Regions from separate parts of the Sus scrofa genome. Here regions 1 and 3 are each linked to region 2. The links are chromatin contacts, called in public promoter capture Hi-C maps. All regions are on one chromosome and are shown on one strand. The core of a region is the stretch at or near the end of the contact, and the rest is flanking DNA. Distances in the headings are between cores, read along the strand shown. Region 1 holds the start of IL6R (interleukin 6 receptor). Region 2 holds the start of PMVK (phosphomevalonate kinase). Region 3 holds the start of TPM3 (tropomyosin 3).

What was found. Promoter capture Hi-C pulls out the DNA fragments that hold promoters and counts their contacts.
Region 1: a promoter capture Hi-C map of liver shows a contact between it and region 2, with 3 times the contacts expected there. The contact joins the promoter of IL6R here to the promoter of PMVK in region 2. A contact is called at or near these places in 1 of 5 promoter capture datasets (liver) and 2 of 2 datasets of contacts at active chromatin or transcription factors (alveolar macrophages and skeletal muscle).
Region 3: a promoter capture Hi-C map of liver shows a contact between it and region 2, with 2.3 times the contacts expected there. The contact joins the promoter of TPM3 here to the promoter of PMVK in region 2.

Annotation. Positions count from the first base shown.
Region 1 is chr4:95,379,499-95,382,391 of Sscrofa11.1, forward strand. It overlaps IL6R (interleukin 6 receptor), which reads right to left and starts at 1,569. Exons shown (of 10, transcript NM_214403.1): 1 at 1,485-1,569. The coding sequence starts at 1,569.
Region 2 is chr4:94,860,312-94,863,011 of Sscrofa11.1, forward strand. It overlaps PMVK (phosphomevalonate kinase), which reads left to right and starts at 1,357. Exons shown (of 5, transcript NM_001168416.1): 1 at 1,357-1,529. The coding sequence starts at 1,435.
Region 3 is chr4:95,548,486-95,551,384 of Sscrofa11.1, forward strand. TPM3 (tropomyosin 3) reads left to right here and starts at 1,342. Exons shown (of 8, transcript NM_001001632.1): 1 at 1,342-1,523. The coding sequence starts at 1,392.

The sequences.
Region 1 (2,893 bases), core at 319-2,818, 520 kb after region 2:
AGCACAGCCGACCAACCTAGGCCTTCCCTTCCCCTGGCCTCTTCTGCCCAGAGCTCAGCCAGCCAAGGAGGACCCTCAGCTTGCCCCCCAAACACCCCCAGCTCTGCCTGCTGGGCTAGTTCTACATTTGGGAGTCTTCGGGACCTACCACATGGGCGCAGAGGAACATGGAGGAGTGGGCCTCCACCAACTGAGCCTGACAACCTCCTATCCCAACCTCTGTGACCCTCAGTCTCTTCTTTGGAACCAAGTAAGATTTAGATCCCGTGGTGAAGGATTAGAAAACTCATGTCAAGCACCAGAGGCCTCCATCAACAATGGCTACTACCCACAGGAGTTATAAATGTGTGCCAAGAAAAAGAATCCCTTCACCTTCCTCTTCCAAAGCCAAGGAACACAACCATTCAGAAAGCAGAGAGCTGCAGGCACATCAGCCTCTAGCTCTCTGCAGCAGGGAGTGAGAGACAGGCAGAGGGTGGGTGTTCATTGGGGCAGGAGCACCGTGGGGTCTAGCAGTGCCTTCTAGCAGTGAAAGCCAGAGCCCCCACCTCGCCAGCAATCCGTTCCCAGAAGCCTGCCGGCTGCCCGCATGGTTTTCCACTGTGTCCTCAAAGAAGCCCTCAGACCCTAAAATAAACCTCTGGACAAACAGTTGCCCGGCTCCTCCAGAGGAGCGACTAGACACGCAGCTGGGCATGCCGCCAGAGCCCAGAGAAAGGACTGCCGGCCAGAGGCGGATTACAGTCCGCAGGAGCAACAAGTGCCCCCTGTCCCCCTGCCTCCCCCTCCTGTGGTCTGGCAGTGGAGTCCAGTGTGTGCCAGCCTCAAGCCGCCCCAATCCCTGGCCAGCCTCCCCACTTGGCCTCAATTCTCAGGGGGTAGGCATCCAGCTTGCTAGAGCTCGTGTCTGCCTAAGCGAGTGCCGGCAACAAGGCAGCGGGAGAGTCCGTGACTCAGAGCCCATGAAATCAGTCCCTTCACAGTCAAGGCACTGTCATCCACACATGAACCCAGGGGGCGGAGGGGAGAGCCAGGAGGAGTGCCTTCCCCAAAGCTGAGGGGCAAACGGGGCGCTGGTACCAAGGACGCCCCGGGCAAGAACTCCACTCCGCTAGGGCATCGCCTCTTAAAGTAACCCGGGACAGCTGTGTAAGGATTCCCGGGGGCCCTGGGAAGGACATACGAGAACACACCTTGTCCTGGACGCAGACCGCAGGGAGCTTCCCGGCCACAGAGCCGTCACGGGGAGAGCGCGCCCGGCCAAAGGCGCAGGACGCAGCAGGGGGCGCGCGAGCGAGGGGCCGCCACCGGACAGCCGGGGCAGCCCGGGACCGCACCTTGTGCCGCGGGGACCCAAACTAGCCCCGACCAGGGGGGGCCGTCACCCCTCCTGCCTCCCTCCGCTGCCCTGAGTCTGCGGCAGCCGCAGAGGTTCCCCCACCCACCAGCTGTCCAAGCCCTTCAGGTGCGCCCGAAGCCCTTACCCAGTTTGGAGCAGCCCCTCGGGGCCAGCGCCATCCCGGGCGCGGCAAGCAGAGCGGTCAGAAGCGCGCAGCGGACGGCCAGCATGCTTCCTCCTCAGCTAATGCCCCATGATCCCAGAGAGGCAGCCAGGCAGGCGGGCGGGCGGCCGGGCGGCCGGGCGGCCGGGGCGGGGCGGCGGGCGGGCTCAAGCCCCGAGGGCAGCCCCCATCCCCGGGGGGCCCGCGCTCAGCACGCAAGGCTAGTCCCCGAGCCCCGCGCCGCACTCGACTCGGCTCCCTCTGGCTGGGCTCCTTGTCAGTGCGACTTCCCACTTGCACATGACTCAGAGCAGCGGACGGTCCTGGCAACGCAGGAAAACATTTGAGGAACTCGCGCTGGAGTCGTCTCTCGGCCGGCCCAGAGTGCTGTTACGAAAGCCGGAGCGGATGGCGCAACAGCCCCGCGCACCGGCCGAGCGGAGGGGGTGGCTTCCGGCCGCAGCGCCGCACCTGAGCCGCGAGGCCCTGAGCCCCGAGCCCAGCGGGGGCGAACTCTCCCTCCCTCTCCTTCTATTGATGAGAACAGGAGAATTAGACGCCACCAGCTCGGTTTTGATTTTTGGTTTCGTGACCAGGATTACTCTGTGAAAGGAGCACCTGGAGAGCCTGGAGGAGGCGATGTGCCTCTTACTGTTAGAGTAAAGCAGCGATTGGCAGCCCTTTCTGCCCCCTCGGAATCACTCGGGGAGCCCCCAAAGCCACCGATGTATCGCTTCACGCCCAGAGATTTAATGGATTTGATTCTGACTTAATGGATCTGGGATGAGGCTCGGGCATCGAGATCCTCGATAGAGTAAAGGTTCATCCTTTCTCCGTGCCTGTGTTCCCTGCAGCACAGGCCAGGGACAGATTTGGGCTCTGGAAGCTTCCAAATGGAAGTATCCCCTCCAGACCTCCACCTTCTGTGACAGCTGTGTGAAATCTTTTGAGTTTCTGTTTCCTCTTATGTCAGAGAGAGATAAGAAAGTCAATATCAGGATGGTTATGAAGATACCATGGTTATAAAGATCTACACACTTGACACAGGGTCCAGACCACAGGTGCTCCATCGATGTCAAAACAGGCACGTCCACCCTCCTGATGTGATAGATAGAAACTGGTACTTGGCTTTCAGAAGCAACCACAACCATCTCTTTAAAGGGCCCACCAAGGTTCCCCAGGGACCCTGAATCTGACAGGTGGCCTCAGAGCTGAGTTTGGAAGGAATGAAAATTACTGAAATAAGGTCTAGGCTGAGAAGTTTCTGGCCCAGCAAGTGCCTATGAAGATGTGCTTTTCCACTTTGGGCTTCAGGACCAGGACCAAGGCTCCTGGGGCAGCAGGAGTGGGCATGGTTTGGTGGAAGCCCCCAGGGGATAGGATCCGGCCTG
Region 2 (2,700 bases), core at 107-2,606:
ATGTCCACAGCTTCTCCTGTGCCATGTTTTCAATATTCAGTGAATTAATGGTTTCTCTCAAAGAAGGTCTTTCCATCTCATTTCTCTGCACATGACCTTATAGCTTGTAAGATGGAGGCAGTAATGGGTCGCAGGCCCTGTGTTGACAAGCTCAGAGAACTACCGGACAGCTGTGACAGAGCCAGAGCTAAAGAAACTCCACTTGCAGGAGTTCACCTTGTGGCTCAGCGGAAACGAATCCGACTAGTATCCATGAGGCCACGATTCCTGGCCTCGCTCAGTGGGTTAAGGATCTGGCGTTGCCACGAGCTGCGGTGTAGGTCGCAGACCCAGCATTGCTGGGGATGTGGTGTAGGCAGGTAGCTACAGCTCTGCTTCCACTCCTAGCCTGGGAACTTCCATATGCCCCGGTGCGGCTCTAAAAAGCAAAATAATTAAATACATAAAACAAAAAAAAGAAATTCTGATTGCTTAACGGGCTGGCTGTCAACCGCTGGGAGCAGAGGCAGGACTGGGAATTCAGGGAAGGGACAGATCAGCATCCCTTATTTTTCCCCCTAGAACTCCTGGCTGAGAGCTGGACTCCACATAAAACTAGGTAATTTCCAGAAGTGGCTTCAAAGCCCCCTTTTAACTTATTCTATAGTCATTCCAAGCTCTGTGGATTCCGAAAATCTTTGGAGTGAAGGATGCGGCTAGAAAAGCGATGAGAATTTTCTCGCGGGCCTTAAAGGGTCGAACACATCGACCCCTCCGGTTTTCAAACCGGCTTAACAATAAAATCAGGTCTTTTGACTAAGTCCCACCCCCAGCATGACGTCACCAGACACACCTCTCGAGTCCTCGCCAGGTTTCGTCTCCAGAAACACCCATTTTCACTGTGGGGCATATAAGGATTGGCTTTACACGTACATTAAAATGCACAGATAAAAAGGCAGTTTTGAAAACGTCTGCAATATGAACACGTTTATTCTTTTTTTTCACAATTTTTTAGGACGGTGTGGAAGACAGCGTGAGGGTCACTTCGGACATTTTAAGATGTCACTCCTCCTCGGAGGAAAATAGTCGCGTCCAATTCCCGCCCCCTCACGTGTCACGAGCGTCAGCTCAGAAGGCGAGGCCGTGACGTTAGAGTCTGGGCGGGTTGGACTGTTCCAAATGAGTTCTGGCAGGGGAGCTTCTTTAGGGGAGAAAGCTGCCCAGGGACTTAACCTTCTTTCTCTCCACAGTCCATTTATGTAGGCTTTAGTGTAAAGGCACAGAAGCACTTGTGCAGGTTGACCATCCTCTCCACGGCCATGGAGAAGACGGGCGGGCGGAACCCCTTCTTGTTGCCGCTCCATCCAGTGGCCGCGTCCATTCTGTGCCGGGTGGCTCGATTTAAGGGGTAAGGGTTCAGGATCCGCTGTAGGGATCGCAAAGCGTAGCGGCCCCATGGCACCCCTGGGAAGCGTCCCGCGGTTGGTGCTGCTTTTCAGCGGGAAGAGGAAATCCGGGAAGGACTTCGTGACCGAGGCGCTGCAGAGCAGGTGTCCGTGGGGCCGGGACGGAGGAGGACCGGGGAGATCCCCAGTCACGTGACACGAGGGGTGTGTTTGGGTGTGATAGAGTGTACTTTGCGTAGGGGGTCCTCATGTTGCTGGGCAGGGGGAGCCCTGGGCGGCGAGAGGTGCAGGATTGTCACCATCACGTTGAAGAGAATCTACACACAGCCCTCCTCAAAGAACCAGGGGCCCACCTCTCCAGAAGCTGTAAGCTGTTAGGTCTCTCCAAGAAGCATAAAGAAGTTATAAAAAAGGCACTTTTTATAAACCACTCCCAGTCTTCCAGACAGTGTTGCCAGGTAACTGTTACAGATGAGGAAATTGAGTCACAAATAAAGGAATTTTCTCAGCCCACACCCCAGTGTGTCTGACTCCAAAGACAAATCTTTGCCCCACAATCACCTAGGACCTGGGGTTTATTTGAGCCTTTATTGTGTGCCAAATACTGTATGGATATATAATTTAATTCTCAAAATTTCTTTGTTAGGTACTGTGTGGTCTTATTCGTCAGTATCTCCGTTTCACAAATGAAGAAACCCACACTCTGAAAAGTTAAAAAACAAAACAAAACAAAACAGGAGTTCCCGTTGTGGCACAGCGGTTAACGAATCTGACTAGGAACCATGAGGCTGCGCGTTCGATCCCTGGCCTCGCTCAGTGGGTTAAGGATCTGGTGTTGCTGTGAGCTGTGGTGTAGGTCACAGAGGAGGCTCGGATCTCCCGTTGCTGTGGCTGTGGCGTAGGCTGGCAGCTACAGCTCCGATTAGACCCCTAGCCTCCATGTACTGTGGGAGCAGCCCAAGAAATGGCAAAAAAACAAACAAGCAAGCAAACCCCAAAACCCAGACCCAGACTTGCCAGGAGCACAAAGTAATTGGCAGATCCAGGACTCAAATTCAGCTTTAGTCTAGCTCCAAGGAATGAATTCCTTCTGCTTTATCCCACTGCTTCTCCAGATAATACCTTTTGCTCAGGTTTTCTCTCCAAGTAAGATGTTCGGTGTGGGAGCACTTTTGCTGAGATGCGGCCCTGGAGAGCACAGAAGCCAGGTCCTCTTGAGGGCCAGTGTGGTGGGGGTACCAGGAGGTTGCTTTGGGGCACCATGGGGGTTCTAAGAGGTTGTGGAAAAGCCCAGGGCAGAGTTTGCCACCTGAAT
Region 3 (2,899 bases), core at 92-2,591, 690 kb after region 2:
CAAAAGGAATTGTAAAGTGATGATTAATTACCAGGTCCTGAATCATTCAAGGTCTGGAGAATCCGGCCGGTTGGTAAATCACTGGTGTCTACTGACTCTCAAAAGTAACAGGGAAAAAGACCAGTACTTTATGCTTTAACTTTTGCTTTTCAGGGCTGCACCTGTGGCATATGGAAGTTCCCAGGATAGGGGTCCAATCAGAGCTATAGCTGCCAGCCTTCGCCAGAGGCGCAACAGCACCCAGTCCCTGCCGTGTCTGTGACGGCAAGGCAGATCACTTAACCCACTGAGCGAGGCCAGGGATAGAACTCGCATCCTCACGGATACTAGTCGGATTAAGGATCCGACTAGGAGCCATGAGGAAAACTTAACACCTGTATTTTAAATAGAACACTTATGTTCAAAACTGATGCCAAACAGATGGAGTTCCCCTTGTGGCGCAGTGGTTAACGAATCCGACTAGGAACCATGAGGTTGTGGGTTCAGTCCCTGACCTTGCTCAGTGGGTTAAGGATCCAGCGTTGCCGAGAGCTGTGGTGTAGGTTTCAGACGCGGCTCGGATCCAGCGTTGCTGTGGTTCTGGCGTAGGCCGGCGGCTATAGCTCCGATTCGACCCCTAGCCTCGGAACCTCCATATGCTGTGAGACCGGCCCTAGAAAAGGCAAAAAGACAAAAACAAAAAACAAAACAAAAAAAAAACTTGATGCCAAATAGATAGCGTTGTCAACCTGCCCATCTCTTCATCCCCCATTAATCCCCTTCATCGACTTTTAGGAAATGGGAAAGAACCTACCTGAGCAGCCTTTGAAAGGAGACTGGATATCTGGGCTCTTTTGAAGATGAGGCACAGAAAGACCAGGTTTTTTCTTAGTACCTGTTTGGAAGCCTTTATGGGGTATATGGTGGAGAGGTACACAGGGTGCCCTAGCGGGTAAGTGGTGGTGGATCAGCTGGGTAAGTAGTGGCCGATCAGCTCTGGGGAAGTGAGGGGTCAACTGCGAGTGTGTAAGGGGCCTCACAGGCCAACCATTGTGGACAGCCAGCCCCGCGGCTGGAGAGGTTTAATCACCACGCGCCTTCCGGTTACCATGGTAGCCCTCCCTCTTTCCAACCCCGCCCCCCTTTGCCTGCTGGAGGAAAATGCTGGGAGCGGTCGCCCCGGGCGACTGAGCGGTCCCGCCCTTCGCTCCCCGCGGCTGGTCTCCCTCCAGTGGACAGCCTTCCCGCCTGCCTGGCGGTGGGAGGGCGCGGCGGTGGTGGCGTCACGTCCGGGCGGGTGGGCGAGTTCCGGTATTTCAGGGCGGAGCAGGCGGAAGTAGGGGTGAGAAGCGGCTGCAGCGCCGAGCGGAGAAGGCAGGAACCCGATTGCGAGCAGGAGCTGGGTGGGCACCATGGCTGGAATCACCACCATCGAGGCGGTGAAGCGCAAGATCCAGGTTCTGCAGCAGCAGGCCGATGATGCAGAGGAGAGGGCCGAGCGCCTCCAGCGGGAAGTGGAGGGGGAAAGGCGGGCCCGGGAACAGGTACGGAGAGGGCGAGGCGAGTGAGGGAATGGCAGGCGCTGGAGCAGATGGGACCCCGAACTAGGTCCCATATTTGCGAACGAGCACGGTCCTTAGAGGGCCAGCATACTTGGTGATGAAGTTGGAGCCCGGAGGTTGGGTGGGGCTCAGCTTCTTTGGACATCTAGCGGGTGAGGGGGGAACGGGGTGCTCGAGCGAACAGGCGTGACCTTTGAAGGAATTGAGCCTCGCGGGCCTGAGGAGTGGTTTTCCTCCTTTCTCCCAGCTCATTCATTCAGTCGCTCTGAGCCGGGCGCGGCCGGGGGAGGGGCTCAAGCGGCCTCTCCCTCCCCCACTTCCCCGTCGAGGGCGGGGGGGATTTTGCTCTCGTTGGGGTTTCCGGCCTCAAGGGTGAGAGTAGGTGGCTGCCTCTCCAGTCTGGGAGGGGCAGAGCCGAATTTAAGGTGAAAGGGTGGGGGTTGAGGGTGGGACCCGCCGGAAAGCCCCCAGCCTAGCCTGCTGGTAGCTTTTCCGCTCCCTCCTCCTGCTCAGGAAATGAGGCAGCAGTCGGCCGAGAGGAAGCGCGGTGCCCTCCCTGGAGGAGGTTGAGGCCACAGCACCGCCTCCCATCCTCCGGCCTGGGGCCCTTTCCTCTTACGGGGAGCCCTTGCAACTGCTGAACCCATTCTCTCTGTCGACGTGAAGAGGGAGGGGAGGAGATGGTACTTCACTCCTTCTGTTAGTGCAAATGTAGGTATCAACAAAAACTTGCCTAGCTTCCACGATGACCTGGAAGGCAGGAACTTATGCCAGATTCAGGCGTTTATTGCTGAAGTGTGAAGAGTGCTAGCTGACCAGGTTAAGAACACTTCGTCCAAGCAGAGCTGATAAGCGAGTGTATGTTGCAGAGAATCTGATGGGGTGCCAATTTCTGTCAAGGTTTCTAGTTCGCGTGGTTGATGGAGTCAAGATACCGAGTTCCAAATAATGAATTCCCGGGGGTCTCTAGTGATGTTACTCTGCTCCTTTCCCAATTATCCACTACAGTGTTTTGTTTTGTTTAAGTTCAGTAAATATTTGTTCTACTGAAAGATGGAACATAAAATGTTAATGAGCCGAGGGGTGATTCTTGAAACCACTTTCTGTTTAGAAGGGCGATTTGTTATAGTAGGCTATGAGCTTTTCAGGGTCTAGGGTGCAGTCTAGTAGGTGGAGCTGATATCTTGAGTTGAGGCTTTGGTTTTGGAGGATCTTGAGGCTGGAGAGGAAAGTAACAGTTGCTAAAATTTGAAGACCTGATGAAAGACCTCTTGTGGTGTATTGGTATTCCTGGTTCTTCCCGTTGGTAAGTTGTTGTTTGTTTTTTACTTTTTGGCTGCTTCTCTGGGGAGTGGCTG